2 separate regions of the Mus musculus genome follow, and region 1 is linked to region 2. Evidence: chromatin contacts called from public HiChIP or PLAC-seq data. All regions are on one chromosome and are shown on one strand. Each heading gives the region's core, a stretch centred on a gene start, on an enhancer-like site or on the middle of the called end of the contact. The rest is flanking DNA. Distances are from core to core; before and after follow the strand shown. Region 1 overlaps Cdkl3 (cyclin-dependent kinase-like 3). Region 2 holds the start of Rmnd5b (required for meiotic nuclear division 5 homolog B).

Region 1 (4,513 bases), core at 1,740-4,239, 390 kb after region 2:
TGACGCCTGTCATCCTAGCACTCAGGAAGATGAAGCTTGATACCAACTTAGGCCACACAATGAGATCCTGTCACAAACAAACAAACAAATAAAAACAGTGCCTTCTCTTGGCACCAGTTACTATTATACAGCATCTTAATGCTTGATTGAATGCTTCTATTAAAATAAACCATATAGAAAAGATGATTGCTTAATATTGCTTGATTCATCAGATTCATACCAGAGCTGAGAGCTAAATTATTACAGGAAGCAAAGGTTAATTCATTTATAAAGCCAAAAGAGAATTTTAAAGAAAATGAACCTGTGAGAGATGAGAAGAAATCAGTTTTTACCAACACCCTGCTCTATGGAAATCCATCACTTTATGGCAAGGTGAGCTCCTCCTTGCCCTTTCGTTTCAGCCTGTGTAGCTGCACAGGCTTAGGACGCTAATGACAGCAGATTCTCTACATCTCTCCTCTTCTAGGAAGTGGACAGAGACAAAAGGGCCAAGGAGCTCAAAGTCAGAGTCATTAAGGCCAAAGGGGGCAAAGGAGATGTCCCAGACCAGAAGAAGCCAGAGTATGAAGGCGACCACCGCCAGCAGGGCACAGCTGATGACACACAGCCCTCATCACTGGACAAGAAGCCTTCTGTCTTGGAACTGACAAACCCTCTCAATCCCAGTGAGAATTCTGACGGTGTCAAAGAAGACCCACACGCTGGGGGTTGTATGATAATGCCACCTATCAACCTGACAAGCAGTAATTTGTTGGCCGCAAATCTCAGTTCAAACCTTTCCCACCCCAATTCACGGTGAGCTAGAGTGAGAGGAGACTTGATTAAGTCAACTGTCCTCCTGTCTGGTGCATTGCAGGCCACTTGGACAGTGACAGTGTAGGCCAACTCTGAAAAGGGTCTTCTCGGGTAGCAATCGTGTAGTAGCAGGGCATTCACTGAGGAGTTCTTGGGAATGTTGTTAAATGAGAAGTTTTTTTCTTATTTATATAGGTATTAAACTTTTTTTTTTTGAGACAAATTGCCACAGAGTCCAGACTATCCTAGAACTTGCTTTGTAACCCAAACTGGCCTCAGATAGTGGTCTCCCAGCCTCAGCCTCCTCAGAGATGGGATTGCAGATGTATGCCATCATGACCAACTTAGATATTTAATTGCTCACTGATATCTTTGGGATAGACTTAAAAATAATTATTTTGCCGGGCATGGTGGCGCACGCCTTTAATCCCAGTACTCAGGAGGCAGAGGCAGGCGGATTTCTGAGTTTGAGGCCAGCCTGGCCTACAAAGTGAGTTCCAGGACAGCCAGGGCTATACAGAGAAACCCTGTCTCGAAAAACCAAAAAAAAAAAAAAAATGTCTGTATGTGTCCCTAAGTATTCGTATGAGCACCACCACATTCATTCAGTGTCTATGAAGGCCATGGGGCATCCCCTGGAGCTGCACTTACAGGCTATCGTGAGCCACCCAATATGGGTGCTAGGAACTGAACCCAGGTCCTGTGCATGGACAGTACTCTCAATGGCTGAGCCTGGAATATCTTTTTTAAAGAAAAATATCTTCTATTTGAAGAGAAAAGGGATGGTTTCACTTAAGTTTTTGGCATCCATGTGCCTTGGTGTGTTAGTCTACTTAGTATTGCTATGCCAATAACTGATACTGTATGGACATAGGCTGCTTCATAGCGTTGTCTGGCTCATGGTTATAGTGACTGGAGCATCCAGCAGCGTGATGCCACTGCTCTGGCAAGGGCTCCTTGGCTGTTTTACATCATAGCAAAGGAGGAGGCAAGAAACTGACCACATGTAGGAATAACGTGTGTGCCAGTACAGGAGAAAGATTTCAGGGAAGGTGCCAGGGTCCTTTATAAAGACACTCTTTTTTTTTTTTTTTTTTTTTTTTTTTGGTTTTTCGAGACAGGGTTTCTCTGTGTAGCCCTGGCTGTCCTGGAACTCACTCTGTAGACCAGGCTGGCCTCGAACTTAGAAATCCGCCTGCCTCTGCCTCCCAAGTGCTGGGATTAAAGGCATGGGTCACCACGCCCGGCCTAGAGAAATTATATTCTTTTTTTTTAAGATTTATTTATTATGTATATGTAAGTACACTGTAGCTGCCTTCAGACACTCTCATTATGGGTGGTTGTAAGCCACCATGTGGTTGCTGGGATTTGCACTCAGGACCTTCAGAAGAGCAGTCAGTGCTCTTAACCATCTGAGCCATCTCTCCCGCCCCAAGACCCTCTTTTATGGAGCATCCCTCAAGTGCAAGAATGCCTCCTAAGGAAAAGATCATCAATCCATCTTGAGATTTAGTCACCTCCTTTTTGAGAGTCCTCACCACTTGCAGGCTCCACCCCTCTCACCACAGCACACTGGGAACAAAATTCCAGTATTCGGACCATTGGAGGGCAAACTATATCTAACCATAGCACTCAGTACTGCAAAGATAGCTTTATTTCTGCCTCATAGCAGATTCTCTCAATGGAGAAAGAATAGTCCAGAATAAGGCCTTCATAGCAAATAGCCTTTCAGTTGTCAGGCTGTTGGTAGGAAAGCAGTGTCAGGCCAGTTGTAGGTTTAGAGCCTCTGCTGCAGATTGAGAGACTGATAGTGAGGTTGCTGGGGTTGGGGACTGGTGAGAGACAGTGTAGACATCAGGTCTTTTTGCAGACTTACACTAGAAGGTACCAATGGCCCAACCAGAGGCCGGCAGACTGACTTAGGCTATGGGCTGTGAGGATGAGCAGTCTGTCTGGATCAGCCAGTGGACTTGTCTGTAAGTCCAAAGGCACATTGGACCACAGGTTGCAGTAACCTAAGTGTTCTTGAGGTGATCTCTGAGATGCACTGCCAGTAAACCATGGTTGTAAGCCAGTCTCAGACAAGTCTAAAAATGCAGAACTCCAGAAGTTAAATGGTCCGAGTTTAGAATAGGTACAGGGAACAAATGGGCCCCAAGAGTCATTTCCTGACGTCTTCACCAGCAGTTAGTCACGCAATGCTTGTCCTGGTCTAGAGTTCTCAGAACTTCAGACTCAAAAGTGTTTTCTGAGACTCAGTGTTCTAATAGTATCGAGGCTAGCCTGGTCTACAAAGTGAGCTTCAGGACAGCTAGGGCTACACAGAGAAACCCTGTCTCTAAATAAATAAATAAATATCCTCAGCCAGCCACTTGAGTGCCAATGTTCTTGGTGTTTATAGCCTGGCCCACTGTATATAACTTACTTACTTGTTCTTAACACTAACAGAAGGACAATTCTGGGAGGTTCTAATCACTTCTCATTTATTTTTAATTAATAGGTTAACTGAAAGAACAAAAAAGAGACGCACTTCTTCACAAACTATTGGACAGACTTTGTCTAATAGCAGACAAGAGGACACAGGTCCCACACAAGTAAGACAAGATACTAGTATTAAAATACGAACTTTGGGCTGGGGAAATGTCTCGGTGTGTAAAGTGCTAGGCGAGCAAGCACAAGGCTTGGAATCTGGATCCACAACACCTTGTGAAAACCTGGGCACGGCAGTCCATGCCTGTGAGCCCAATGCTGAGGAGTCAGAGAGGAGGGTCCTGTAGTCCATGCCTGTGAGCCCAACACTGGGGAGTCAGAGAGGAGGGTCCTGTAGTCCATGCCTGTGAGCCCAACACTGGGGAGTCAGAGAGGAGGGTCCTGTAGGCCATGCCTGTGAGCCCAACACTGGGGAGTCAGAGAGGAGGGTCCTGTAGTCCATGCCTGTGAGCCCAACACTGGGGAGTCAGAGAGGAGGGTCCTGTAGGCCATGCCTGTGAGCCCAACACTGGGGAGTCAGAGAGGAGGGTCCTGTAGTCCATGCCTGTGAGCCCAATGCTGAGGAGTCAGAGAGGAGGGTCCTGTAGGCCATGCCTGTGAGCCCAACACTGGGGAGTCAGAGAGGAGGGTCCTGTAGGCCATGCCTGTGAGCCCAACGCTGGGGAGTCAGAGAGGAGGGTCCTGTAGGCCATGCCTGTGAGCCCAACACTGGGGAGTCAGAGAGGAGGGTCCTGTAGGCCATGCCTGTGAGTCCAATGCTGATGAGTCAGAGAGGAGGGTCCTGTAGGCCATGCCTGTGAGCCCAACGCTGGGGAGTCAGAGAGGAGGGTCCTGTAGTCCATGCCTGTGAGCCCAACGCTGGGGAGTCAGAGAGGAGGGTCCTGTAGTCCATGCCTGTGAGCCCAACGCTGGGGAGTCAGAGAGGAGGGTCCTGTAGTCCATGCCTGTGAGCCCAACACTGGGGAGTCAGAGAGGAGGGTCCTGTAGTCCATGCCTGTGAGCCCAACACTGGGGAGTCAGAGAGGAGGGTCCTGTAGGCCATGCCTGTGAGCCCAACACTGGGGAGTCAGAGAGGAGGGTCCTGTAGGCCATGCCTGTGAGCCCAACACTGGGGAGTCAGAGAGGAGGGTCCTGTAGGCCATGCCTGTGAGCCCAACGCTGGGGAGTCAGAGAGGAGGGTCCTGTAGTCCATGCCTGTGAGCCCAATGCTGAGGAGTCAGAGAGGAGG
Region 2 (4,194 bases), core at 510-3,009:
GGCTGACCTTGAATTTACAAAGCTCCACCTGCTGAACTAAAGGCATGTGCTACGTCCCTGGTCACATCCACCATTTTATATGGCTTCCTGGGCTCCAGCTCAGGCCTCTTCTCACGGCTCTATCTTCCTTGTGCACCCTTCTTTTCTGCATCACAAATCTGATGTGTCGGTTCCACACACTTCCACATCCTCCTGACTGCTTCTTCAGATGTGTCTCAACTGGACTAGCAGCTAAACAAAGCCTGGAGACTGGTCTTGTCCCCTCCCTCCCTGCAGGACCTAGCCCATCACGGGGCTGAGTAGGCCTAACTGATTAAACAATACCTCCATTTCCTAGCCTTTGGCTAAGAAGGCCTGAATCAAAAGCTTCCAGTGGATAGAAAGAGATATGAAGGAAATGTTAAAACTTCACACTAGAGGGGCTGGAGAGATGGCTCGGTGTTTAAGGAGGACTTGCTGCTCTTGCAAATAGCCCAGATTCTGTTCTCAGCACCCACATGGCAGTCACAACTTCCTGTAAGTCCAGTTCTAGAGACCCTGAAGCCCTCTTCATCCACTGCATCTCGTGGTGCACAGACACACATGAAGGCAAAAGGTCCCCATACACCTAGAAATAAGAAGTTTAAAAAAAATATCTGTTGGGTGTGGTGACTCACACCTTTAATCCCAGAACTAAGGATGCAGAGGCAGGCAGATCTGTCTGACTTCAGACTGGCCTGGTCTACACAGTGAATTCCAAGACAGCCAAGGCTATGTAGAGAAATGCTGTCGTCATCGTCGTTGTCATCATCGTCATCATTATAAAAGAAAATAAATAAATCTGAGGTTGGGTATGGTGGTGCAGGACTTTAACCCACCCCACCCCCCAACACATGGGAGGCAGAAGCAGATGCATCTTTGTGAGTTCAAGGCCAGCCTGGTCTACTTAGAAAGCTCCAGGGCAGCCTAGGCTATAAGAGACCCTGTCTCAAAGACAACAAACAAACAAACAAAAGAAAAACAAAAGTTCTATCCAAACAAACTCCCTGGTGATGCTCACTCCAATGACTCTCCCCATCACTTGCCACACTCTACCACCACCAGCCTTTCTGTTCCAGGGTACATCCAGTTTATTTCTGCCTCTATCCTCTTCTCGGAACACTCTCTCACATCTTCCCATGGCTGGCTCCTTATCTAGGTCTCCACACACGTGTCATCTTTTCAAACCACAGTATCGAATGCCCTGTATTTTACACTCAAACAAATCATATCCCTACAAATACTAGAAAGTTTCACATTGTCACTTCTTCACCTAAAACTGAAAGGACAGGAAAGCCCACCATTTACCCTAGGGGCATGCCACGACCCCGACTTGACCCGCATAGTAGTGCAAAGACTGACAAACTCCTACTTATCCTCCCAGAGACCCTCCTGCAGTGCCCTGCCGGAACCCCGCCACCCACTGGCTGCTTACCTCTGACTCAGTCAGGTGCACTAGGACGGGACGTCGGAGTCCGGGCGACTCCACCAGCCCTTGGAGGGTGTGGCCGACGACTGCTCCAGGCTTTGGTCGGGGCGCCCCGCACCCCGGGACCGGGAGCCGGCAGGCTGTCACCTAGTCTTGCAGCTCAGCCCGCTTCCGGCGCCGCTGTCATCGGAACCGGAAGGCGCGGCGGTTGCCTCTCGGGTGGGTCCGGGCTCGCCCATGCGTGGTGTCGCGGAGCGTGGGGAGACAGTGTGTCTCGCCCGCGGCTTTGCAAGGAATGCCGAATGAATCGTTCGCCGGAGCCAGGCAACAGTTAGCGCCTGCGCAGTGCCGGGACGCCTGGCCTCTGCGATCCGGAGCAAACCTGGGTTTCCGCGCGTCAGAACCACCGACGGGTTGTCACGAGTTTCTACCGGAAGTATTAGCTGGCGCACCTGCCTAATCCGGGCCCCCAACCACAGTAAACTAGGTCTTAAATGTCCAGGCTGGGATAGGGGACACGGAGGCAGGACGAGCGCCGGGAGTTCCAGGCCAGTCTAGACTACAAAGCGACACTCTGGCTCAGAAAATAAACAAAGCTGGGTATTGTGGTACCCGCCTATAATCTTATAATTATAAGAAGATCAGAGATCCAGGGATACAAAGTGAGTTAGGCCAGCCTGAGCTACGACAGAGAGAGGGGGAGGACAGGGGGAGGGTTAAAGTACACGCAGGTCCCTTGGTCCACCCCCAGCACCCGAAAAATGAACATTTTAAGAGACCATTACATGTATGTGGTCCAGTGATTAAGTATTTCCTGCGATGCATTTTGAACTAGCAAATAATGTTAAAGGAAGAGTCTGAGGTAACAGGGAAAGTGCTTGCAAAACAAGTGTGAGGGGCTGAGTTGAGATCCCAGGTACTGTTAGAAAGCTGGCTCGCACCTACTGGCGCGGGCCTGTAATTGCAGGAGTGGGGTTAGCAGAGACTTAAGGATTCTTGTGTTTGCCTGCCAGCTAATGTAGCTAAAAAGCAGAGCTCTAGGATCAAGAGAATAAAGTGGAGAGTGTTGGAGCGAGACTCCCCAAATCCTTCTCTGGCCCTCACACACTTGTACAGGCAAGCACACCCACGTTCACATCACACACACACAATTTTTAAGAGTTCGGTTTTTGTTCTTACGGGCTCACCTAACCCTATGCATCCATAGCCCCCAGCCCAGCTGCTCTCTGTAAATAGCCCCTCTTTAGGGGCAAAATGAAATAGGGGTTGTATACATGCCCTAACTAAAAAGAATGAAGGAGCCGGGTGTAATGGCACACACTTTTAATTCCAGCACTGCGGAGGCAAAGGCAGGCAGATCTGAGTTTGAGACCAGGAAAAAAAAAAAAAAAAAGAAAAGAAAAGAAGAAAGAACCGGGCAGTGGTGGCACATGCCTGTAATCCTAGCACTTGGGAGGCAGAGACAGGCGGATTTTTTAGTTCGAGGCCAGCCTGGTCTACAGAGTGAATTCCAGGACAGCCAGGACTGCACAGAGAAACCCTGTCGAAAGAAAGAAAGAAAGAAAGAAAGAAAGAAAGAAAGAAAGAAAGAAAGAAAGAGAAAGAAAGAGAGAAAGAAAGAGAGAAAGAAAGAGAGAGAATCTTTTGAGAAAGGGTCTTTGATACCTACCCAGGACTGGCCTTGAACTCCTTACATCACGAAGGACCTCTTTCTACCTTCTGTGTACTGAGATTACAGGTGTGTGCACCATCACCTGGGGTCCTCCAGCAACTCATGCACTCCCCTCTCCCCGCCCCCGTTTTTTTCCTTTCTTTTTCTGGCTTTTCAAGACAGGATTTCTCTGTGTAGCCCTGGCTGTCCTGCAACTCACTCTGTAGACCAGGCTGGCCTCGAATTCAGAAATCTGCCTGCCTCTGCCTCCCAAGTGCTGGGATTAAAGGCGTGCGCCACCACGCCAGCTAGGCAGGGTTTTTTGTTTGTTTGTTTGTTTGTTTGTTTTTTGTTTTTATGAGTACACTGTTGATGTCTTCAGACACACCAGAAGAGGGCATCAGATCCCATTACAGATGGTTGTGAGCCACCATGTGGTTGCTGGAAATTGAACTCAGGACCTCTGGAAGAACAGTTGGTGCTCTTAACCGCTGAGCCACCTCTCCAGCCCCCAGCTTCTTTTTTACTGCAGGTTTTCCTACAGCCATTACATGCTCCTCTTTCCGCCTCCTCCACCTTGCACAATCTAGCTTTGTTTTCTTTACAGCCTTGGCTTGAAATCATGTGTTTATGTGTTGATTTTGCTTTCTTGCCCCTATCTCCGCCTCCCCAACTTTTAGAATAAAAGCTCCATTGGGCTCAGGACTTTGTCTTCATCGCTACTGGAACATAGTGAGCCACAGAGATGCTGGGAGCTGACCAACATTCTCTGCTTAATAAAAGAGGAAGCTGTGGCTCACAACCTGCTGAAACACAGCAGGGAAGAGGGCGGTGCAAAGAGGGAAGTTAGCCCGCAGGGGCATCGTGACCCCAGCATCCTGGAGATGCCTGGCGGTGTCTCAGAGCTTGGGTGGTCCCAGCCCTACGCGGAAGTCGCGGGGGCGAGGAGTTGAATGAGCTCTGCTTAGGGCGAAAAGCCAGAGCTGAAGAACCCGAACCCCAGCCGGCAGGACCTCACAAGCTTTCTAGAAAGCCCCAGGCTTTCCCACTTCCTCTCCCACCCTGCCTCACCATCAAGCAGGGTGTGAACAAAGCC

What was found. HiChIP or PLAC-seq counts read pairs in DNA pulled down with a chosen protein or histone mark.
Region 1: a contact with region 2 is called in an H3K4me3 HiChIP or PLAC-seq map of bone marrow-derived macrophages, with 4 times the contacts expected there. The contact joins the enhancer-like site here to the promoter of Rmnd5b in region 2. A contact is called at or near these places in 2 of 39 promoter capture datasets (neutrophils and pre-B cells), 1 of 115 datasets of contacts at active chromatin or transcription factors (bone marrow-derived macrophages) and 1 of 9 other capture datasets (liver).

Annotation. Positions count from the first base shown.
Region 1 is chr11:52,026,547-52,031,059 of GRCm38.p6, forward strand. Cdkl3 (cyclin-dependent kinase-like 3) reads left to right here. Exons shown (of 14, transcript NM_001166654.1): 8 at 213-372; 9 at 467-795; 10 at 3,296-3,389. Among named protein-coding and RNA genes, the nearest start is that of Cdkl3, 25 kb to the left of the region's middle. Within about 2 kb of position 2,990, at least 7 of the 459 cell types and tissues checked have an H3K27ac peak or open chromatin away from gene starts, as enhancers often do. A contact at or near this core is called in bone marrow-derived macrophages, where this site is marked.
Region 2 is chr11:51,634,137-51,638,330 of GRCm38.p6, forward strand. Rmnd5b (required for meiotic nuclear division 5 homolog B) reads right to left here and starts at 1,760. Exons shown (of 10, transcript NM_025346.1): 1 at 1,454-1,760.